2 separate regions of the Zea mays genome follow, and region 2 is linked to region 1. The links are chromatin contacts, called in public Hi-C maps. All regions are on one chromosome and are shown on one strand. The core of a region is the stretch at or near the end of the contact, and the rest is flanking DNA. Distances in the headings are between cores, read along the strand shown. Region 1 has its middle 45 kb from the start of LOC100382033. Region 2 has its middle 38 kb from the start of LOC100276349.

Evidence for each region. A called contact is a pair of places that touch in the nucleus more often than the background predicts.
Region 2: a contact with region 1 is called in a Hi-C map of leaf, with 4 times the contacts expected there. The contact joins two enhancer-like sites. A contact is called at or near these places in 2 of 25 Hi-C or Micro-C datasets (ear and leaf).

What each region holds. Positions count from the first base shown.
Region 1 is chr10:118,715,832-118,720,088 of Zm-B73-REFERENCE-NAM-5.0, forward strand. No RefSeq gene overlaps it. Among protein-coding and RNA genes, the nearest start is that of LOC100382033, 45 kb to the right of the region's middle. Within about 2 kb of position 1,295, at least 1 of the 20 cell types and tissues checked has an H3K27ac peak or open chromatin away from gene starts, as enhancers often do. A contact at or near this core is called in leaf, where this site is marked.
Region 2 is chr10:118,862,995-118,867,180 of Zm-B73-REFERENCE-NAM-5.0, forward strand. No RefSeq gene overlaps it. Among protein-coding and RNA genes, the nearest start is that of LOC100276349, 38 kb to the right of the region's middle. Within about 2 kb of position 2,242, at least 16 of the 20 cell types and tissues checked have an H3K27ac peak or open chromatin away from gene starts, as enhancers often do. A contact at or near this core is called in leaf, where this site is marked.

The sequences.
Region 1 (4,257 bases), core at 45-2,544:
AAAACTGAGTAAGAAGAAAAACTAAGGTTAGCAACGAGTAGTGTGGCGAAAGTAAGGGGACCAATGTAAAAAACCCTTTGGCCTCGTTTGTTTCCATTCATTTCGAGGAATTGGAATCTTACTAATGGAATAGACTATTTTTTTTAGAATATGACATTCCACCACTTTCCAAAGTTATCATATAAGCCTATCTCAAATTCATGGTGTGAGAGATGTAAATTGATTCTATAGATTTACATGCTAATTTTCCGATGTACAACTTATAGCACACTCTTCTACTTGCGCCTCTATAACATAAATGTACTATTTAACTATCTCTCTCATATGATTTAGGATAATATACAAATATATTACATATATAAATATATAAACTTAATTAGTTTTATCTAAATTATAATTATTAAAATCGAATTCAATTCCAACGAAACAAACGGGCCCTTTTTTGAATTCCAAGCATGCTTCCTCTGTGGCTGGTATTTCGGGTATGGACATCGACTCACCATTATCTGTCAGGGTGGCTGATGGGAATGTATTACACTGCACATCTGAATTATCCAACGTTGAGTGGTCTGTCCAAGGTGTGCAATTCTGCTCCAGCTTCAAGATCCTGCCCTTGCCATTTTATGACGCCATTCTCGGGATGGACTGGTTGGGACAGCTCAGTCCTATGTGTATGGATTGGAAGCACAAATGGATATCTTTTAATAATAATAACTTTAGATTTTCTAAGGTGTTCTAAGCTCTGACTAATTTGCTACATTTTGCCACACTTTTGTGTCTAAGATTAGTTCTTCCTTAGGCAAAGTGTGGCATAGTTAGCCACAAACAAAACAAACCCTAATTCCCCATATAGACAAGAACGGGAAAGAAACTATCCCTGGTGATATTCGTAGGGATGAGATTAGTGAAAATTCTCCCACACGCGAACGAACATGGGGATCTGATTCTAACCTACGATGAAGAAATTTTCATGATAGTGACCTTGGGCCGGAGTCTCTTTTAGCCCTTAATCTTGGTAAATGTGGAAGAGATAAAGGCTTGGCTCTGGAGGTGTTCAAGATAATTAACTGGACCTATCATACACAGTATAGACACAGACAGGGGCACGCAACTAACAGTCGGTTTTGCTTACCTCTGATAAACCTGTATGCTCTGTAGTATTGATTCTGAATTTGTTTTATTGCACAAACATTTTTGCAGCAGGTGAAATTTTATTAGAAAGAACACGTATATGAGCCTTTGTGATCCGTGGATGGGCCGTCTGTATTTGGATGCTTTCGGACTTTGGATGGCCCATTGCCGTGAGTTTTTCTCACGATGCTTTTGCCCATTTATGATAGTTTGGCAACTCTATTTTTCTAAGGGATTCTCATTTTTCCAAGAAAAAATGAAAATCTTTTGGAAACATGGGGTTGCCAAACTAACCCTTAGAGAGAATGCATACGAATTTCACGTCCACCATGTCCTTGGCCTCCTCCTTGTCGTGGTGCTCGTGGAACGCTTCGCTAGTTGACTCAGGTCAGTACGGCTCGCCCATTTAATCTCTACTATAATTAAAGCACCAGTGCAGGAGGTGGATTATGTTACAAATTGGTACAGGAGTTGGGGTTTGAACCCACACTGTGATGGAAGAAGGGTGAGAGACATTAAACAAAGTTGTCTAACCAGTAGAACATCATGCTCAGGTGTTTATAATATTGAATATAAATTATACATACATATATATATATGATTTTTGTAAAATAAAAAATAATCGTGTCAGGCCGGGCCAGCACTACGGGCCGAGGCTACGGCCCAAGCACCGCACGACGCTCGTGCTGGGTTGGCCCAAGCACTATTAAATGGGTCGTGTCTCGGACCGGCTCACCAGACACGGCTCGTTTGGTCATCTATACCTCCGCACGATAATGATGGTCCTCGCCTCAGTTGCCACCACTTTGTTCGCTATTCTACTTCTTTTCTCTCTCTCCTCATGACTCCACCTTCGCGCCACCCCATTCTCGGCAGAGGGCGTAGGAGTATACGCCTCCTCCCCGTATTCGTCCGACACCAGCCCCGACACCGACTCGCGCAGTGGCTATTACACGTCCACGAGGACATTTCACATCATGCGCGCACCATCGTTTTCGCCGTCGTCGGACGTCCTGTTCGTCTTCCTGGCCTTCGCCCTGTTCTTCCTCCCCAACCTGCTAGCCTCGCCCACAGTCACAGTCGTGAGCCGACCGACGCTCGTCGACGTGGGTACGGGGCAAGTCGGTCATGCTCCTGGCCTTTCTTCGTGCGTGCCGTCGAGGAGGACATGGTGGCGCCTGCCACGTTTAGGTTATCTTGGCGATGAGGAATCCAGGTCTAAGATATTGGACAACCAAGGCCTATAGCGTCACAGCAGCCGGCATATGCTACGGAGTTGGTGGTGGTGTTGTGTCGCTTCGGCGGGTTCAGGGCCGGGAAGACACTTGCATTCTCTAGCCCTTCTCGGATTGACGCTTGGTGCGGGTGCCTCTCGGTTTGGAGCTGAACCAGCTGTGTTTCTTTCTCCACATGCGTGCTCTCTCCCTATATACCTAGCGGTATACTACTTATGTCGCCTACAGATACCCAGATCTTCGTTGTGTCCTTCTCCGGCAACGAATAGGTATGTCCGCCTCTTCCCTTCCCCTCCTGCTCTACGAAACCTTAGAAGTGGGGGAGACGAGGGATGAGAGTCTATGATTTGCTGCCTATGGTACCCATGCGTTCATAAAAATATTATGCGAAGAGCGAAGACAATCAATAAAAAAATCTTGAGATCTTTTTGGTGGATAATTTATGTGAATATTGTTGTGAGCCGGCAACGCACCGGTAATTGACTAGTAAGTTTTAAAAGAAGACTAAGCCTGGCTCGTGAACCATACCTTGATAAATAATATTGTATTATATAAAAAATTAATAATCTATAAATATGAAATAGAATCATAATGACATACTACAAGCAATCTAAATTATAAATTGTCATATAAAATTATCTAATATACATCATAATTGTGTAGATTGATTAATTTGGTGCAACTCGTGAGCTAGAATGAACCGACTCGGCTCGTAAACCGCTAAAAGCTGAGCCAGGCCACTCCGAGCTCCAGTCGGCTCACGAGCCTCAAGCTTTTTTCCACAACTAGTTGGAGACCTAGCCTAGGAGTGTCGATCAGGCAGATAGATCCAACCACCAGATAGTGAAAATCTATGGCCTAGATAGGTGCTTTGAAAGTCGCCTAGATGGGGTGAATAGACAAAACCTGAAATTTATAAACTATAACACACACTAAGGCCGAAAGAATTGTTTCTCTTGCTAAGAGTTACTCAAAGGATGCAGATGACGTATGGGAGCAAACTCAAATCAATATTAGCAAGAAAATGTTAGAGAGAGGAAAGAGGGCAAACAAATCAAATACAAATCACACAAGTGGACATAATGATTTGTTTTACCGAGGTTCGGTTCCAAAGAACCTAGTCCCCATTGAGGAGGCCACAAACGCTGGGTCTATTTCAACCCTTTCCCTCTCTCAAACGGTCACTTAGACCGAGTGAGCCTTCCCTTAATCACACGGGTCACTAAGACCCCACAAGGACCACCACGCACTTGGTGTCTCTTGCTTATCTTTACAAAGCACTCAAGAATTGGAATGAGAAAGAAAGAAGGAAGGCAATCCAAGCGACAAGAGCAACAAAAGAACACAAATCATCCTCTCACAAGCCCTTAAGCACTAGCGTTGATTTTGGGAACTTTGAGTGGATTGATTGCTTTGATTCTGTCTTAGAGTGTTGCACTTTGCTCTTGCAATGAATGAGAAACTCAGAATGCTTGGATGGCTTTGAATGAGGTCGTTGGGGGGTATTTATAGCCCCCAACCACTTTCTAGCCGTTGCTGGCGATGGGCGCACCGGACAGTCCGGCGGTGCACCGGACAGTCACTGTTCACTATCCGGTGCGTGCCACATCAGTGCGTCCGTTAGGGTTTGGAGCAGTTGACCGTTGGAGCACCTTGTTGTTTTGCTGCACCGGATAGTCCGGTGCAACACCGGACAGTCCGGTGACCTCTGACTTCTAGGCTCTGGCTTCTGTCGTGGCACTGTTCATCACTGTTCATCTGACGAAACGACCGTTGGCGCGCAGGAAGCCATTGCTTCGCTGGCTCACCGGACAGTCTGGTGGCACACCAGACAGTCTGGTGAATTTTAGTGGAGCGCGCCCAGCAGAAACCCGAGAGTGGCTTGTTCGAA
Region 2 (4,186 bases), core at 992-3,491, 150 kb after region 1:
TAAGGCAATTCCTCTTCTGTTGGCAGTATACTCTATCACCTCCAGCCATGGAGCAGCTGTCGTCCTAGCTAGGCAGGCACAGGAAGGCACACGATACACCACAAGCATGGATCCCAGTTGCATCTATCTGATCAATTCTAGACGTGTCCTACTTCTTCCTACTTATTAATTTGTGAACTTTAGAAAGCTTTTTTTATCTTCCTACTTATCTCAGGTATGTGCTTTGCTCTCCCGAAAGCTTTTTTTATTCTTAGAAATTACAAGAGCACACCAAGTTTTTTGAACTTTAGATCCTCACAAAATTACAAGAGTACACAGGACACCTAGGCGGCGGCGACGCGGGGAGGAGGCTGCGAAGGACGCCACGCGGGGGCTGCGACACGAGCTCGACGTCGAGCGGGCCTCCACAGATACAGTAGCCAGATCTGGCCATTGAGTGCCCCGACGCCGCCGCTTACTCATCCATCGCCGCGGTGACCTGCTCCCCCTCGGGCATATCTGTCCATTGACACCAAGCATGTTCTTTCTTGAACTGTTCTAAAAGTTCAGTTTCATGGTTGTTTATTCTTTTGATCAGGAAGGAGATAAAGGGAGAATCAGTTAGAAGAAAGAAGAGTCTGAAAGCTGAGTAATTTACCTCAACTTTACTGCCCATGTTATTAAGATCTATTGATGATCGTCCCACTTACTCCTAGGATGCACAGACTTAATGGATCCTGGACTGACATATTTATCACGGTTTTTGGGTTGTCTTCCTTCCCAGTTTTGTTTTACCAGTGGAGACACGGAGATTGGAGGACAGAAGGGCGCAGCACAGGACTACAGCGAGGGGGAAGGCCAGATCAAGCAGGAGACAACAAGAGGTGGCTGCTGTTCAATTGGTATTGCATAGTAATTGATAATTGTTGTGGGCTCTCTCTTTCTGCTAGCTGCAGTACATACCGGAGTAGTGCAAGTAGACTTTTAAACGACGGGAGAAACCTGTGTAGTATATCAGAAAGGAACCATAATGGAAGAAATACGCAGTAATCAGATTCTAGGACTTTTGTGGTGCCAATATGATGATCATGTTTCTTTTATTTTGTGCAGGCTGGCAGTGCTCATGCTCAAATATACCCTTCACCCACTGACGTTTTCAAACCTCTGATAAAGGAGGGCAATGTCTACAATGTCTCCTACATTCAGATCAAGAAAGCTAATAGGATGTACAAGCCTGTTGACAACGATATCATGATCGGTTTCACAAAATGGATCCTATGCTGGTAAGTTTGTCTAACCTTGCTATTTACACTTCTATTAAAACTGACTGCAGAGGTCCACTTTGGGTTCGTGCACTGCTGGGTTGGTCCTATTTAGACCATATTCTTCAAAGCCTCCTATTTTTAGCCTGCACTTAGTACCATTTCTAATAAGTTTGAAACCCGTCCTAAGAGTACAATACATTTAAACTGGTTATGCCTTGAAACCAAATGAAGAACACACAAACAATATGGGCACTTGTCCCAAAATTCGGTGGCATGAAATAGGCACACAAACAATATGTGTGAATTAGACCTTCTTTGTTTTCCCGCGAGACTATATGACTGTGTTTGATATCCTGCTTGGATCTAACATTAGCTTGGAAGACATGACACATGAAATATTTATGGAACTTTATACTCACATTCTTGTTTTTGTTTGTAGCCTTGACAAACCCGCGGTTTGAACACGTGACAGATGACGGCTTAGCTTATGTGGATGGACATCTTGGTTGCTTTTGTAGATGGAATGTTTGGTTGGCTTTTGTAGACAGAATCAGGCTGCACTTGTGCTTGTGTAACACTTATGAGCATGGTTGTGTGGACTGTGTCGGCCAAAGTATGCCTCCCAGTGCCTTGTATATATCACCTACTTAGCTGCCTATCCCCAACTAGGTCGCCTGATAATAGACTTTGATCATGTCATGCTATTCTATAACAATTTCCGATGTAACTTGCTTGATCGTCATACTATGGTACACGCTTAAATTTGGTGCTGCAACTTTAATGTGGATTATGTTCAGTCGATCTGTGTTTAGTTTGGTGTTTTGTTGGTGTTATTTATTTTTTTTCTGTGCTGGATAGGGCGCCCGAATGGGCGCCACCTGATCTAGTTCTTTAGTAAAAAGCAAAAGAATAGTTCGCTTTGTGTGCACCGCGCAGCTGCGTGCTGATCAAGGTCACTCTGGCACTGCTTATATGCTTCGCTCTCGATGCCAACTGTTTCTAGAGCAGCGAGGTGGTGCTAAGGCGCCAACTGCTTTGTCTCCACGCTCCAGCTCTAGCCACGCAGCCGCGGTTCCGCTACATGAACTGGAATTGGGCCTAACAGTGAGAGTGTCACTCGCTCCCGTACACTAATTTTTCTACTGGGCCAACTATGAAAGCTGGGCCGGCCATGGCACGGCAATTTCTTGCTCTTTCTGGACCATTATATTGCACGTTTTTTCCTTCTTTCTTTCAGACGTTTGAATATATATATATTTTAATTCGGACATTCGGATGCTGATGAGTGACGATGAAGAAGAATGATGAATACTAGTACCCTTGAAACTGCTTAGAAATGAGAGAAAACACTGCACAAAGTTGTGCTGTCAGATAAAAGAGTATTGACTGTTGTGCAGTAGCCTAAGTCTGAAATATGTGTGTCTGATTAAACTTTGGAGCTTTGTGGTGCTTGATCTATATGGTTTTGGACTGAAATTATTGTGGAAAGTTTGAAGACCATATGTTAGTAAATAAGTTCCTTTAAGTGTGTTGGGCGTGACCCTACACAAAAAGTGGTGTAAATACTGCCCAAAGTGGGACTATCAGTCAAACAAACTGAATTTCATTCTGTCCAATGAAAACTGAATTTCAGTGCAATTTGCTGAACTTCAGAGCTCTTTTGTGGCTAATCCATAAAGTGTTGGACCATGGTGTCTATAGTGAATTGGTAAACCATAGAAAGGTGAACAACTCTCTTGAGAAGGTTTGGGTCTGGTACTGTATAGAAACCTGAGTTAAATACCCTCGAACATTGACTGCCAATCGGTGCTGTGAACTGAATGTGATTCAAAAACTAAAAACGAATTTCAGTAATTGTGACCAACTCCGGAGTATCATAACTTGTGATTCTTGTGTGATTGGACCAAGAAGTTTGTAGTAACGTTGGAGACCGTATATCAATGAACAAATTTTATTATGAAGGTTTGGCTTGACACCATATTGGTTTGGGAGAAAAGGGAGACTCAAACTGCCTCGAGCAGAAAAGAAGGAGGGAGTGATCTGAACTCGAAATTCAGACCAGCAGAAAGGCGCTAATAAAATTTGGTTGATTTCTGGACACCGTAACTTTGGAACTATGAAGTTTGAGTCCCAGAACCCTATAGTGATTTTGAAGATCTTTGATTAGTGCTGCACTAACCTTGGAGAAAATTGGGTCAAAATTCGTGCTGTCAGATGGGGAGGCTAGTTTGTTATTCAGTTAGCTGAATTGGAGTTCTGTGTTTTCACCCATTTTTGGGGCTGTTTGGTGTTGAATCCAGGAAGTATAAGGCTATGGTTTCTATAGCAATTTGATAGAGGGTTGATTGGAGAACATATGTATTCAGCATAACCTCTCTGTTATTACTGCAAATTGAGAGATCAAGGTGGAGAAGGGTGGAGTGGTCGGCATCGAAGTTGATGGCAGATATTTCTGGAAAAAAAAATCTGCGCTCTGCTGTGCTCTATTTGCACGGTTGTGGATGAGATCAACTGCGTGGGGTACCGGGGGAGATGGATTCAACATGGCTGGCACCCAAGACATGTGCAGCTCGGGAGTTATCCTTGCTGGTGACCGACCTGCTTGCTTGCTGGATTCAGGCATGCGCGCCACTGGACACTGGTCTCGCGTTCCATGCCTCGGCCTGATCCTGTGCATGCGTGTACGCATGGGCGCCGTGTACTCGTGTCACATGCAGCTGTGGACCATGTACACCCAGCCCCTCCCATGTCAAGCTTCGCTAGAGTCTGTATTGGCCGGTCCCTTTAGCTTGATTATCCCCGCTGTCTTTGAACTCGCAAAAATTTGCCGCAGCCACTCGCTCCTCGTCCAAATTGACTGCCCAGCGCGCTCCGCCACTACTTTGCGCTCGTGTAGCTGCTTGCCTCTTGCGCTGGCATGTGGCGTTCCCAGCTCGTGGCTG